Linked DNA regions of Zea mays: region 1 is linked to region 2. Evidence: chromatin contacts called from public Hi-C data. All regions are on one chromosome and are shown on one strand. The core of a region is the stretch at or near the end of the contact, and the rest is flanking DNA. Distances in the headings are between cores, read along the strand shown.

Region 1 (3,250 bases), core at 517-3,016, 190 kb after region 2:
ACTGCACAAACCAAATTCAGCCAAATTCAATTTTTAGTTTCAGTGTAACAGCACAAATTGTCTTAGTGTAACTGCATTGTCTAACACATTTTCAGTTTAATGCAAACTAAATTTTCAGTTTCAGTGAACAAACTGACAAACTGTTTTTTTAGTTTCATTGAACTGCACAAACCAAATTTCAATTTCAATGAACTGCACAAACCAAACTCAGTTTCAGTGAACTGCACAAAGTGCAGAAGGTTTAGTGTAATGTCTACTGTAATATGCCGTGTAATGTGTGCTGTAATGTGGGCTGAAGGTAACTGAAGGTGCAGTGCTGGACTGGAATGATGTGTTTACTGAGTACTTCATTTGCTAAACTACTCAAACAATCTTCACATAGTGCAATGGTGTGTCTTTCCTTATTGTTTCATTGTGTGCTAGGTTCAATTCCTGACATTGCGTCTACAACCACCTTTTTTGCTTTTTTTGTCCAAATCAGAGAACATTTGACCCAAATTTGTATAATCATCTAAATTTTTTATCTAACATTTGACCCCTATTTTTGACCAAATTTGATATGTATTTATTTTGGCTTGAAAAGGCATTTGAAGCATAGAAATTAGTAAATGGTCCAAAATAGGGACATGAATTAAGTTTATAACAGTTAGATGAACACTTGGTGCACTTTCGAGGCAAAAACATAAACAAAAGTTACAAATATAGCTCAAACTGTGAAGTTGTAGATCAATGGTATGAAACGTAGTGGAGATGTGTCCATTTTTGAAGCACCTATATTCATACTTCAGTATAATCATCTAAACTTTTTATCTCAACCAACTAGGACCATGTTATGACTCCATAGCAAGTTTCACTATTTTTGAGCACATTTGGCATTTATTTATTTATTTCGGCTTGAAAAGGCATTTGAAGCATATAAATTAGTAAATGGTACAAAATAGGGACTTCTTTACATGAATTAAGTTTAGAACAGTTAGATGAACACTTGGTGCACTTTTGAGGCAAAAACATAAACAAAAGTTACAAATATAGCTCAAGATGTGAAGTTGTAGTTCAATGGTATGAAACGTAGTGAGATGTGTCCATTTTTGAAGCACCTATATTCATACTTCTTTATAATCATCTAAACTTTTTATCTCAACCAACCAGGACCATGTTATGACTCCATGCCAAGTTTCACTATTGTTTGAGCACATTTGGTATTTATTTATTTCGGCTTAAAAAGGCATTTGAAGCATAGAAATTAGTAAATGGTCCAAGATAGGGACATCTTTACATGAATTAAGTTTATAACAGTTAGATGAACATTTGGTGCACCTTTTTGGCAAAAACATAAACAAAAGTTACAAATATAGCTCAAACTGTGAAGTTGTAGATCAATGGTATGAAACGTAGTGGAGATTTGTCCATTTTTGAAGCACTTGTATTCATACTTCTGTATAATAATCTAAACTTTTTATCTCAACCAACCGGGACCATGTTATGACTCCATGCTAAGTTTCACTATTGTTTACGCACAATTGGTATTTATTTATTTATTTATTTCGACTTGAAAAGGCATTTGAAGCATAGAAATTAGTAAATGGTCCAAAATAGAGACAAACAAAAGTTAGAAATATAGCTCAAATTGTGAAATTTGGCATTTGATCTGAAATTCGGTAATTCCATATTTGTTTTTTCCCTAATTTTTCAAGTTTTCCCACCAATTTCGTTGTGGAGCCACCGTACAGACCCTACAAACCCATCTGGCTGTACATAGCGTCAATGTGATCCCTAACCCTCACCCTCTTTCCTCACGCAACTTATCCACTACTCACGCTACTACCCCTTCCCTAGGCCACGTCCAACAGCCTCCCCCAATCCGTCCTTTGGCTTCGCTGGCGACGACGGAGGCTGGTGATGGCAGGAATTGGTGAGCGCTCCAATTCGGGGATTGGTGGAGGCTGGTGCGCGCTAAGGCAGGAATTGGCGGCGGCCGGTGTGCGCCAGTTCGAGGAATCGGCTGCAGCTCACAGAGGACGCACGGCGTGTGTTTCCTTGCCGTCGGTTGTAAGGCTGCACCAAATCTGGGCCATTTTTTCACTTCTCTGAGTACTGCTGCATTTCATAGCAGTTTCCTTATACTTTAGTTCAAGTAACCTTGTACTAGTTCTTATTGTTTCTGTAGTTAGCAGATGTATAGTTCCTCTGATTTTTGTAACTAGATATTCATAGCAGTTTCCATATACATTATTTTACAGAATTTCAAAGTGAACATCCTCTATTTCTATAGTTTCATGTTTCATGGATACGATGGTCAGATATCAAAGGTGTCCAATATATTTTGCAAATCTAAAATGTCAACTACCTTTTATAGACATTTATCAAGAATAGCAGAGCATCCTGTTAGGTGTTTTTCAGAAACTGCAATGCAGACACATTGTCCATAGTTGTGGGATACTTGGAGCTAGTGGTACTAATGTCAACTTTTACATGACTTATTTTTATACGATGTCTAAATACTTGCAGACACATTGTACTTTGTTTGAAGTTTTAGAGATGTTAGTAAAACAATTTTTCCTCATTGAGATGGGCTCTGTTTCAGACTCCAAGTGTTTTATTAAATCAAGTCTGTTGATAAATTCTTTTCTATGTTGGCCAATGTATGGATTAATGCTATGTTTTACTGAACTCCATTTACATTTCTAGACCAGCTAATTACACATGATAAGTTTTTATTTTGGTATGCCAGCAGACATGGCAAGGGGTATGAGAAAGTGCATCATTCAAAGCCAAGAAGAGTATTTGGTAGAGGAGCCTATTGGGGAAACAAGTCATCGGCCACGAGATGCAGCATATGACCACCATCCTTCTACTAGAGAACGCCAAAAAAGAAAGCGACAATGATAATGAGTTCAATGACCTAGGTATGTACCAAGATATAAAATTAATTGGGAATTGAAACATAAAACTGTGACTTCAATTTTTCAGCTAATAAATAGTGAATACTATGTCCTACTTTTCAAATTTTATTATATGTTTAGGGACAACAACTGAAATCTCTCCATTATTATATGTTTTCAGATCATCATAAAAAAATACAACATCTTTTGAGACTACTTCTGAAGTGTACCCTTCTCCTGATGATGCGGATATAGAGGATTATGTTGAAGGTTCTTACCAGCATATTAACTACACTTCATAAATTGTAATTTATTTTAAAATTTCAACCATTCTTTTAATTGTTTCTAACATAAAACTGCATAGGTCA
Region 2 (3,368 bases), core at 699-3,198:
ACTAGAACTAGACTAGAACTACTAATGCATAAGGTAAAAACGAGTAATAGACTTGATTTGATCAATTGTTGGGGGTTCAATCGGCCGTAGCCCTTCATCTATATAAAGGGGAGGTCTGGATCCGCTTCGAACTGATTTCCGAGTCAATCCCACGGTTTTAGGTAACAAATCCCGTGAGAAACTAGGAACCCTAACTGACTCTGCGCACGCGCGGACCGTCCGCGCCACCACCGCGGACAGTCCGGACCGCGGACCGTCCGGCCTCAGGGCTAGACCGTCCGCGTGGCCCTTTTTGGCTTCCAACAGGATGCAAATATCTCATGGCTAGGCACAAAGATCTCTTATTTTAGTGCCAGATCGAGTTTTCTGCATCAGGTTGTTACCAAAAAGCATATACCAACACAGAAGGTGGACAAGCTTATATTGAGGCTAGAGTTTTGCAGCCCTTACATTATCTTGCCCGTTCATTTGCTCTCTCTTTTGGTGTATCAAATTCATCACAAAGTCATCAATGATCTGAATGTTCTTTCTGAGCTTCGCTTCTGATCCAATATTGAAATAACGTTTCAGCTGCCAGAACAGATCGACATAGCGGTGGTAGACAATACAGTTTGCCTCATCAAAGGCGTTGCTGAACTGAACACTGGATTTATCTGATCCAGATAGCGTGTTCAGCTCGAAACCAAATCCCACTTTAAAGATTGAATCCATAGTTGTTTTCATCAAAAGATCCTGAAAAAGGATGCATTAATATGATCCAATTTTTCTATCAAATACAAATATTATGTATTTTCTCGGTTCCAAATCATAAGACGTTTTAGCTTTTTTTAGATACATTGATTTTATTACGTATCTAGACATAGTGTATATCTATGTGCTTAATCTATGTATTTAAAAAAGCCAAAATGTCTTATAATTTAGAACGGAGGGAGTAGCACTTAACTAATATTTACCAATATGACCGTATTTACGAAGTAATGATATATATGCACTTTCATGTTAGTGATGTAGGTACCTGCATGTTTAGAATAGTTCTGTTAGCTGCTGCAGATGATATCTTATCTACCAGTCTTGTAGCATTTGCTCTGAAGACAACGCTGCTGAATTCACGTAGCACTTTGGTTGAGAATTCATGGCTTGCCAGCTTCCTCTGGTGCCTCCAGCTATCCCCATCTATTGCAAAAATTCCATCCCCGAAGAGATCCTTCATTACTCCAATATTGTAGGCTCCCTGTGTATCATTCTCAAATGAGTTCAAAATCATGTCCATAAGCTCATATTGTTGTAGCCTGCCATTTCAGTTGGTTGCATGGTTAAGTACTTAAATGATCTGGCAGAAAAGATGAAAAGGTTGAAGTCACACTTAAAAAAGTAATTTCAAGGGTGATGGTATTCTTGCTGAATCAAGTGTAGTGTTGTTTCAAGTTAATTGCAGATTACTGAAGTTCTGACACCATTTGATGCAGGATTTAGGCATCTGGCACATAATAAATTGAGCTACGTGCTGATATGAGACTGGTGGACATGGAAGGGGGGATAAAAGAGTTTGACGGGTTCGGGAAACCACCTTGCTGTATTTGCTGAAGTTGGTCCTGAGGACATGCTCAACGACAGCGGGGTCGGCTGTGAAGAGCTCGCTGTGTCCAGGGTAGACCAGCCGGCTGGTGCGATGCGCCAGCGCGTACCTGACATGCTCGTCGAACAGCCTGTCGAAGTTCTTGAGCTGCCGGAGCATCGTCCCCGTGAGCGGCGGCCGGCCCGGGTCTCTCCGGGCGAACTCTCCGGCGCAGAAGACAGCGAATGACGCGACGGCGCCCAGGACGTAGAGGGTGAGCACCAGCAGCGCTGCGGCAAGAGCTGACAGCAGGCACAGTCCTGCCGGCGCGGCGAGGGAGGGTAGCTGGGAAGCCATTGGAGAGCTGGAGCTGCTGCGGTGCAGAAGGTTGCCGCGCTGACTCAGAGCAAGATGGCAGCCAGTGAGGCAGTGACGTGTTTTTCTATCGACAGTAATACGTTATGTTTGGGCTCACATGTGCAGTGAGTGACGTTATGACATCCAGTCCACTACGGCACTACCCGCCGGCACAGAGGGCCTCGCACAGTCGCACTCTTTATTATAGCCACGGCCGGCCGGTGGACGACAGCACCACACCACCTCCAACTACCCGAGACCATCGACGAGCATCTTCCTGCATCTGCAATGGCTGCCGCTACCGTGTCCGTCCCCCGCATCAAGCTGGGCTCCCAGGGGCTAGAGGTCTCCGCGCAGGGCCTCGGCTGCATGGGCATGTCCGCCTTCTACGGTCCGCCCAAACCCGAGCCTGACATGATCAAGCTCATCCACCACGCCGTCGCCGCCGGGGTCACCCTCCTTGACACCTCCGACATGTACGGCCCGCACACCAACGAGATCCTGCTAGGCAAGGTCGGTCCGCTCGAATTAGATCTCTGTTTCCTGTGGCCCTTTTCAAGTTTGCACTGAAGATGTTCGATGTAATGCTTCTGAATTCGTGAAGGCGCTTCAAGGCGGTGTAAAGGAGAAGGTCGAGCTGGCCACCAAGTTTGCCGTCTCCTTCGCCGACGGCAAGCGCGAGATCCGCGGTGACCCGGCGTATGTACGGGCAGCCTGCGAGGCCAGCCTCAAGCGGCTCGGCATCGACTGCATCGACCTCTACTACCAGCACCGCATCGACAAGAAGGTGCCCATCGAGGTCACGGTGAGCGCGGTGTACCTTCTCCATTTGATTCCTTTGTTTGGTAGATGTGGCTGTCACCTGCGCGTGGTCGATGTGAACATACAAGTGGAAGCTGGAAATGCCGGCCGGGGTATTCTTGCACGTCAGTGAGTGATGGTGGTTGGTGGAGACAGGTTTGTTGGAGGTTGGTGTCTACAACATACGAGTGGTCTGTGGTTATAATAATAACATACGGGCCCTTGCGTAAATAATTGGCAAAGATGTCATGCTGGCATATAATGCAAGATTTCACTTCTATAATCTCAATCGCCATCCTGAATTTAACCTAGAAACAAAAGAAACCTCCCACCCTGTTTGGCAGAGCTCAAACCCCTAGAACTGGTGGTGATAATAAAACTAATGTGATGCAGACACCCGTCCTTGCAGTAACTTCTTGGACTTTTTTTATGTACCGTTGCATATACCAGCAACTGTATCTAGTGGCAGATCCAGGATTATATCTAAGAAAATGTAGACAAAACTAATAATCTAATTAATGTTTAATACGACACAAGTAACAAGATACAATTCAAATATCTAAGAAATATGTAGATTAAATACTCAATATATATCGCTCATATGAGTTGCGTTAGAAATATCTTTCTTTTGTTTCTTGATAAAAAATCTAACTAT

The links. A called contact is a pair of places that touch in the nucleus more often than the background predicts.
Region 1: a Hi-C map of endosperm shows a contact between it and region 2, with 2.8 times the contacts expected there. The contact joins the promoter of LOC103629424 here to the promoter of LOC100273436 in region 2. A contact is called at or near these places in 4 of 25 Hi-C or Micro-C datasets (bundle sheath, ear, endosperm and 1 more).

The regions. Positions count from the first base shown.
Region 1 is chr6:73,469,880-73,473,129 of Zm-B73-REFERENCE-NAM-5.0, forward strand. LOC103629424 reads left to right here and starts at 1,767. Exons shown (of 16, transcript XM_020539255.3): 1 at 1,767-2,906; 2 at 3,064-3,152; 3 at 3,247-3,250.
Region 2 is chr6:73,283,951-73,287,318 of Zm-B73-REFERENCE-NAM-5.0, forward strand. It overlaps LOC100273436 (putative cytochrome P450 superfamily protein), which reads right to left and starts at 1,949. Exons shown (of 6, transcript NM_001147873.1): 1 at 1,568-1,949; 2 at 1,016-1,231; 3 at 451-732. The coding sequence starts at 1,912. It overlaps LOC100282958, which reads left to right and starts at 2,224. Exons shown (of 5, transcript NM_001155863.2): 1 at 2,224-2,425; 2 at 2,517-2,717. The coding sequence starts at 2,282.